Regions from separate parts of the Pan troglodytes genome. Here region 1 is linked to region 2. A link is a contact called in public HiChIP or PLAC-seq data. All regions are on one chromosome and are shown on one strand. The core of a region is the stretch at or near the end of the contact, and the rest is flanking DNA. Distances in the headings are between cores, read along the strand shown.

Region 1 (4,080 bases), core at 935-3,434, 120 kb after region 2:
GGCTGAGGCAGGAGAATCGCTTGAACCCAGGAGGCGGAGGTTGAGGTGAGCCAAGATCGCGCCATTGCACTCCAGCCTGGTCAATAAGAGCGAAACTCAGTCCCAAGGAAAAAAAAAAAAAAAAAAGTAACAAGGGACAATAACATTCTTGGCCCAAAAACGTGTGTCTTTATACCATCTTAAATAAAAATTTAAAAACAAAACATTTCCAATACACATTAAAATATATAAATCTGAAAATATTGGTATACCATCTAAAATTACTCCCTGTAGACTGGTAATTTAAGTACCACACTTTGGTTAACGCATTCCAGGCACTCTGGGGGTTTTATATAAGCTGGTGCTTGGATGCTGGCAACCTGGGGAAATACTGAGGCCAAGTGGAAATTGTGTAGCTAGGATCCCGCTTTGTCACCAGCCTGGGCTGGGGTTATTGAATGCCAGCGCTCTGCTTCAAGGCACATGCCAGAAGGCTGGAGGGTGGGGAGGGAGATGAACTGGGAAAGGGGGCAAAGAAAAAGGGCCAAGGGCAGATTCCTCATACTCTGGCCGTTAGCCCAAGTCTTGGACTCCTGACCTCACCACAGACGAACTAGATGTAAAACAAGCCAATTCGTTTCCAAGTGGGAAGGGTGCCAGCCATAGTTTTTGCTGCCCAAGGAATCAATAAATACTCATTCTTATGATTCATGTTCATCCTGTTTTATTCCAAAGCACTTTACCGAAAAGCCCCTTGGCCCAGCCAAAAAGTTCAGGGCCAGGAGCCAGGACACCTGGACTCCAGATCTGCATGTGGAAGATTTGGAACATTATTGGTGGGGGGGGGTCTCAAGTTCTCTGTAATGTGGCAAGTGCCATCTGTGGAGGACTTTACAATTTTACATACATCATCTCATTTGACCTTCTGATCCCTGGTGAGAGAAGCAAATTAAACAGGATTGCTATTCTAACTTTACAGATACGAAACTGGGACCAGGGAAGGTTAATAAGGCACTCAGATTCACACACTATTAAGAAGGTGGGGAAGTTGGGACTTTTGATTCCAAACCCTTTGCTCTTTCCTAGTCAAAACAATAAAGTCAGTTCTATGCCTCACTTTTCCTTTTTTTTTTTTTTTGACATATTATAATAGGGGGTGTGTGTGTTTGTAGAGGCAGCATCTTGCTATGTTGTCTAAGCTGATCTCGAACTCCTGGGCTTAATCACTTAAGACCTCCTGTCTTGGTCTCCCAAAGTGCTGGGATTACAGGTGTGAGCCGGTGCGCCTAGCCCACCATGCCTCACTTTTAGCGCAGTGTGATCCTACACAAATTGCCCTGTGTATATTCCAAGGGACGATCTGGGTTTGTAGGGCCAGAAACACGTGCAGTTCTGGGGTAGCGGGGAGGTGGTCGGTGGCTCTTTTGACAAAAAAATACCAAATGATGAAAACAAAATTAAGTTCAGGGCCTTGGGCAGGTCCTGCAAGTTAGGGGCCTAGAAGCTGAAATTTCATTAACATCTACTAGTGGTAAATCCGCTTCTCCTACATGCCAGTGCCCTCTGGGGAAAAAAAAAAAAAAAAAAAAAAAAAAAACAGGACACACCAGATCTTGACAGGGCTTCCTCCCTGTTTGTGAAACGTGACAGAAGTGGGATGTGGAAGTCCTGGGAAAACAATCTCATTTCTCCCAGGAGACAAGAGGAATTACAGCAGCAGCGAGGCAGGCCGAGTGAAGGAGAAGGCTGCGTGCCAGGGGAGAGTCGAAAGGGGCTGGGTGACCCAGCTGGCCGAGATGCGGGCAGTAGAGCGTCGGTGTGGGAGACTGGCAGCCTGAGAGCCAGGAGCAATGGCGCTGCCCCAGGAAGCGGGCTTCCTTCAGATGGTCTTCTGGCTCCCTGCGTCCTGTCCTGATAACCTTTCCTCTGAAAAGGGGAGGCAAAGACAGTCAACCACGGCCGTGGCAGTGGGAGAGTGGGTGGTGGACCCTGTCCAGGCCTTTCATCCCCGGCCTGCAGGACAGTGAACCAAGGGACGTCTTGTCGGAGGCTGCCCCGCTGCCACCCGGGGCAGCGAGAACCGGGTGCTGGGCTCCCCTCGCGGCTGCCCGCCGCCGCCGGGGGGGCAGCGCCTGCGGCCTGCTTTCCTAGGGATGGCCGAGGCTTTTTGACAAGCTGATTGCGTGGCGGGGATTGGCTGGTCCGGGTGTGACGCCGGTAACAACAAAGGTGGAGTTGGAAGAAATTAGATTAAAGGAGAGGAAAAAAATTAAAGGGGGAGCTGGCATAGGACAGGAGGTAGAGACCGAGGGAGAGATGCGCCAAGCGGTGTCTCCCGGTTCCAACTCCCCCCACACCCGCCTCGACCCTAGAAGATCCCTCGCGCAAACCCACTGGGATTTTGCTCTTTCCCCTACCCCGGCCCAGTGACCGACGCCGGGGTAGCTGCTGCTTCTTGAAAAATCCCCGCAACTCCCACCCCGACACCCGTCACTACGACCCAGGGGGAGAACTTTTTGCTCGGACTCCTCGGATCCTAAACCCAGCGAAACAGGGGACATTGAGAAGCTTGTCCTAAAACCCGGAAGGCCCTTGCGGAGCATGGAGATCGGATAAGGCGGGGTGCTCCCCCGGTTTTCCGATGTGTTGCAAATCTAAGAGCTTCTTTCTCGCTTTTTTTTTTTCCTGTAACTACCCCCCCCCCTCCCTTTTGCTTCAGGGTTGCAAAAGCAAAGAGCAATTAAAAAAAAAAAACCGCGCACACACTCAGACACACACCAGTGGCGACAGGGGAGAGTTGGAAAGACGCAGGAGAGAAGCAGGAGGCAGGAGGCAGCGGGGATGGAGCAATGGGAGCGGGAAGCAGGCAGGTTTCCTTGCAAATACCCCTCCGGCCTCACGCCGTCTCGCCGGCCCCGGCAGGGGAGCGAGGACCCCGGCGAACAGATGGAGGAGTGGAGCTCGCTCTAGGCAGCTGGGCTTGGCCGGAGAATGGAGGAGCCACCAAGCGACCGGCTGATTGGAAGAGAAACGCAGAGCGATGGAGGCGGGGGTAGGAGGACGATTTCTCTGCGGGGACTGGCGGCGGCGTACACGCCCGGGTCGGGCGCTGCAGAGCTTGGCTGGCTTTCAACCCGCGCTCGCCGGCTCCAGCCCCGCGCGCCCCCACCCCTAGCCCTCCCGGCGGCTCCGCAGGTGAGTGCGAGCTGGGGGCAGAAATATCCAAAAGTCTCAACATGCCCGCCCTGCAAAAAGAAAAAAAAAAGACGAAAACCATTTTTCTTTTAAAAAAAAAAAAAAAAAATTTTTTTTGTGCAACCCCTAGAGCAGTGGGAGGGAAGGGGTGAGGCTGAGCCGCCCGGAGGAGGCGGAGGGGCCAGGCGAGGCCGGGGTGGCCCGGGAGGCGGCGGCGCCGAGGCGGCTCTGACGGGCAAGCGCTCGGAGCGGCGCTGCGCTGCGCCGAGGCGGGCGGGCGGGCGGGCGGAGCGGGGCGGGCGGAGCGCGGCGCGTGGGGCTCGCCATTAGCCGTCGCTCCGCTTCGCCATCTCGGGCTTTGTCTGGCGACTCGCTGCCCCGGCGTCGGCTGCAGCGGAGCTGCGGCTCGGCTGTTCGGCCCGCCGTGCTCCCAGGTGCCCCCGGCCTGCGCTCCCATCCACACGCTCGGTAAGTGAGCCCGGGAGCCGCGGATTTCGGGGGAGAGGGGTTGCTACGAGTGGCGGCGGCGCCGATCTCCATGCGCCCGGGCAGGCCTGGAGAGCCATGCCGGGCTGGATTGAACCGGCTCCCACAGCGGCCCCTCCGCCGGAGCCCGTCGTTCCCTTGCCGTTTCCGGGGTGTAAAGAGCAACGGGGATTTTTTTTTTTTTTTAATGCAGAGATTTTAGTTTTCGGGTTTTTTTTTTAAGTTTTGTATGTGCCGTTCGGCGATGAGAGGACCGCGAGGTAGGCACCGAAGCTGGACGCCGCGATCGGCGTGCGTGCGCCCCAAACCAGTGGCCACGCTCCGGGGGATGAGGGTGGGCGCGGACCGCTCGCTCCGGGAGGCGGGAGAGAGCTGGCCTGGAAGCCCTAGTCTGAGCTGGGAGGACTTGGGGGAGAGCTC
Region 2 (4,448 bases), core at 1,799-4,298:
TCTCCATTATTTTATTTCTTGGCAACAACCATCCAAAGTAGTAATTAATACCTTTACTTTTATTTTATTTTTAGAGATGAGGTATTACCATGTTGCCCAGGCTGGACTCAGACTCCTGGGATCAAGCAATCCTCCAACCTTGGCCTCCTACTAAGTAGCTGGGACTGTGGGAGTGTGCCACCACGTCTGCTCACCACTTTTTTTTTTTTTTTGAGACAGTCTTGCTCTGTTGCCCATGCTAGAGTTCAGTGGCACGATCTCAGCTCACTGCAACCTCTGCCTCCCAAGTTCAAGCAAGTAGCTGGGACTACAGGCGCTCGCCACCACGCCTGGCTAATTTTTGTATTTTTAGCAGAGAGGGGGTTTCACCATATTGGTCAGGCTGGTCTTGAACTCCTGACCTCAGCTGATCCACCCGCCTCAGCCTCCCTAAGTGCTGGGATTACAGGCTTGAACCACCACACCCGGCCACACCTTTACTTTTAAAGGAGGAAACTGAAGCTTAGAGATGTTAAGTACAGTCAGCCCTCCATATCCAACCAGGGATCAAAATATATTGGGCGCGGTGGCTAACGCCTGTAATCCCAGCACTTTGGGAGGCCCAGGTGGGCGGATCCCAAGGTCAGGAGTTCAAGACCAGCCTGACCAACGTGGTAAAACCCCATCTCTATTAAAAATACAAAAATTAGCCATGCGTGGTAGCGCACACCTGCAATCCCAGCTACTCAAGAGGCTGAGGCAGGAGAATCGCTTGAGCCCGGGAGGTGGAGGTTGCAGTGAGCAGAGATCGCGCCACCATACTCCAGCCTGGGTGACAGAGTGAGACTGAGATTCTGTCTCAAAAAACAAAACAAAAAAAAACCCCTGAAAATTTACATCGTTGCTGAGGTATACAATGTAGTTAGGCTTAGGATGGGTGCATCTATACTGAACATCTACAGATTGTTCTTTCTTATTATTCCCTAAACAATTCAGGATCACAACTATTTACATGGCATTTCTTTTTCTTTTTCTCTTTTTTTTTGAGATGGAGTCTTGCTCTGTCACCCAGGCTGTAGTACAGTGGCACGATCTCAGCTTACTGCGAACTCCGCCTCCCAGGTTCAAGCAATTCTCCTGCCTCAGCCTCCCAAGTAGGTGGGATTATAGGTGTGCGCTGCCACACCTGGCTAATTTTTGTATTTTTAGTAGAGATGGGGGTTTCACCATGTTGGTCAGGCTGGTCTCAAACTCCAGACCTCAGGTGATCCACCTGCCACGGCCTCCCAAAGTGGTGGGATTACAGGCATGAGCCACCACGCCCAGCCGACATGTCATTTCCATTGTATTAGGTATAAGTAATCTAGAAATGATTTAAAGTATGTATAGGTTATATGCAAATATTACACCATTTTATATCAGGGGCTTGAGCACCCACAGATTTTGGGGTCCTGGAACCAGTTCCGTGAAGATACCAAGGGACACCTATAACATGTCACACATCAGGTCATGGTGACGTCAGGCTTTGATGGCCCCAGAGCGTATTGGACCTGGGTTCATATCACTAGTGGCACGATGGGCAGTGCCTGGGAATGGTGCAACAGGTACAACAGAAACAGGGTACAGGGACTGCCTGGAAATCGCACTTGGGTCCTAATCCTAGAATTGCCAACTGTGAGGGCCTGAGAAGTTGCTCTCTGTCTGTGCCTCAGTTACCCCACGAGTCTAGGTGTGGATACCACTGCGGGGGGAGGGGCAGGAAATCTCACCCACCCAGTCACTCACATCCTCTCTGCTCCACCTGGCTTTCCTCAAGTGCCCCTCCCCTAACTCAGCATCCCCAAGAGGCCACCTCCTGGACAGATAAGGATGAAGTTCACTGGTCCTGGACAGTGGACCCTCTCCTCAGCCCCACAGCTCCCAGGCAAAGCACCTGCAGCTGGCACCGCCTGCTTCCTGGGTGTTCTCAGCAGGCTGTCCGCTGCCATGGCTTGCGGGGAAGGGGAGTCTGTCTGCACAGGAGTGTTCGGCTCCCTGGTGAGTTACCTGTGCATGTGGCCCCTCCTGTTTACCCTCAATTGAGGGAGTATAGTGTATGCTTCTACTGAATACACGCACACGCATACAGAAACAGGGATGAGGAGGCGAGTCGCAGTCTCTCATGCCACCCTACACCGCCAAAACAGCCAGAGGGGACAGCAGCCTCTTCAAGACCCTAGCTCCGTTATCTTCCACTAGGTGGCACCCCCCAACTCCGAGTGCCAAGGGGAGAGGAAATTCCCAAAAGGGGAGCCAACCTAGCTGCAAATGAGCAGGAAAAAGTGGCTGGGAGAGGCGGAAGCTAGCTCGTCCCACCCGCAACAAGAGGAAGTAAGGAGGAGCCAGACCAGGTTCAGTCACCACTCCCAAGTCCCTACTACCTTCGAGAAGCCAAGGTCTCAGGTCTCGTTCCCAGGCCCTCGGAGCTCCCAGCCCAGGGTCGCGCGCCCCTCCGGCTCCAGGCCGCCGCGGGAACCACCCACCACCACCAGGAGAGGGGAAGAAGCCAGCACCTACCGACAGGGGTGGAGCTGGGTCAAGAATGGTGTGGTCCCTGCTTTGGGGGAATGCTGGGGAGGTAGAAAGCCCCTTCTAACGGGGCGTCACTGCAATTACTGCTTCCTCTTTCCCATAAAACTCCCCCTAGTGTATCAGAACCCCCAAGGAGTTTCAGTAAGCGGTTCTTCTGTTGTCTCCGGCTGAGACTCCAGGGGAACCTCAAGCTCACATGGCCCTGGCCGGGCCCCTGGGCAGGAGCAGGCGAGAGGTCTGCGCGGCCGCTCTCCTACCTGCGTCCGACTCCGCGGTCCTTGGGCAGCAGCAACCGGGTAGCGCTCAGACTACAGACCCCAGCGCGATGACCCGCCTACCTCAGTTTCCATTGGCCAGGGATCAGGGCTACCCGCTCCCATTGGCTACTTATCAATATAGAGGTGGGGCCAGCCTGGAATGCTGTGTTTCTTTTCTACTCAAATCACTCTCCTCCCTGCTTCCTCTCGCCCCACACCCCATTTCTAGGGATCATGTGATTGGAGAATCATGTGACGTCGGGACAGCCTCAGCAGGGCAGCTGGTGCTCGTCGCCTTCCTTAACCCATCCTGCAGGCGCCTGGGGGAGTTTGCTAGAGATGATAGCGCGTGTCTGGGGCATTGACAGTGCGAGGGAGTGTTATGAATTGGGAATATTTGTGCTCCCCTTTCTATCATTTTGTTTGTTTGTTTGTTCTGAGACGGAGTCTCACTCTGTCGCCAGGCTGGAGTGCAGTGGCACGATCTCGGCTCACTGCAACCTCTGCCTCCCGGGTTCAAGCGATTCTCCTGCCTCAGCCTCCCGAGTAGCTGGGACTACAGACGCGCACCACCACGTCCAGCTAATTTTTGTATTTTTAGTAGAGACGGGGTTTCACCATGTTGGCCAGGATGGTCTCGATTTCTTGACCTCGTGATCCGCCCACCTCGGCCTCCCAAAGTGCTAAGATTACAGGCATGAGCCACCGCGCCCGGACTTGTGTGTTTGTTTTAGAGACAGGGTCTCGCTCAGTCGCCCAAGCTGATCATAGCTCACTGCGGCCTGCAACTCCTGCTCCCAAAGCGATTCTCCTACCGCAGCCCCCCAAGGCGCTGGGATTACAAGTGTGAGCTACTGGGCTGGCTCGCTCCTATCCTATCCTGCCCTGTCTTGTCCTGTCCTGTCCTGCCCTATTCTGCCCTATTCTCCAAACTCGGATGACATGCTAGGCAGGCCCCAGAGTGAGTTGAAGGATGGTTTCCAGGACAAAGATAAACAGCCCCAAAGCCCTTTCCTCAAGGTGCTCAGCAGGACAGGGAGCAGGGATTGGTGGGAGACTGTCTCAGGCTGAATCTAATTTAAGATACAAGGTTGTGCGCCAGTTGCCAGGTGTAGGGACAGGAAGTAGATTGTCTCCAGGTGGGGAAGAAGAGATTTCATTCCACCTTAGGAGCATCTCCTTGAGCTGAGTCTGGGAAGATTTTAACTGGCAGGTGGAGGAGGAGGTGTTGGGAAGAGCCCTGGGAAACCAGATGGGAAGGGCAGGCTTGGCAGGGATTGAATGCCATGTTCAATGCCAGTGGGCTTCAGGAGCTGCTGGGTGCCTGGCACGGGCTGGGCTGTGGTGGGGGCTGTCGAAAGAGAAGTGGCTTCCTAGTCTCCAGATCGGCCCTGCCTTCGAGGAATTGATATGGGAGGGTGAGGAGAGAAAATGTACCACAGAACAGATTAGCCAGTGACAAGAGTCAGCCTGCTTGGTGCCAAAGGGCCTGGGCCAGGCAGAGATGGGTGATGGGAGATGGGCCAGGAGAGAGGAGAGGCCCAGGGAAAGCCTGATACTGGGCCGTGGAGGAACGGCAGTGTCTGCACAGGGGATGGAGACTGCTGCAGCCTGAGCAAGGAACTGGAGCTGAGGATGAGG

The links. HiChIP or PLAC-seq counts read pairs in DNA pulled down with a chosen protein or histone mark.
Region 1: a contact with region 2 is called in an H3K4me3 HiChIP or PLAC-seq map of stem cell-derived excitatory neurons, with 3 times the contacts expected there. The contact joins the promoter of UBTF here to the promoter of GRN in region 2. A contact is called at or near these places in 1 of 7 Hi-C or Micro-C datasets (stem cell-derived neural progenitor cells) and 1 of 1 datasets of contacts at active chromatin or transcription factors (stem cell-derived excitatory neurons).

The regions. Positions count from the first base shown.
Region 1 is chr19:23,674,880-23,678,959 of NHGRI_mPanTro3-v2.0_pri, forward strand. It overlaps UBTF (upstream binding transcription factor), which reads left to right and starts at 2,185. Exons shown (of 20, transcript XM_054671405.2): 1 at 2,185-3,174.
Region 2 is chr19:23,552,867-23,557,314 of NHGRI_mPanTro3-v2.0_pri, forward strand. GRN (granulin precursor) reads right to left here and starts at 3,049. Exons shown (of 13, transcript XM_016931655.3): 1 at 2,808-3,049.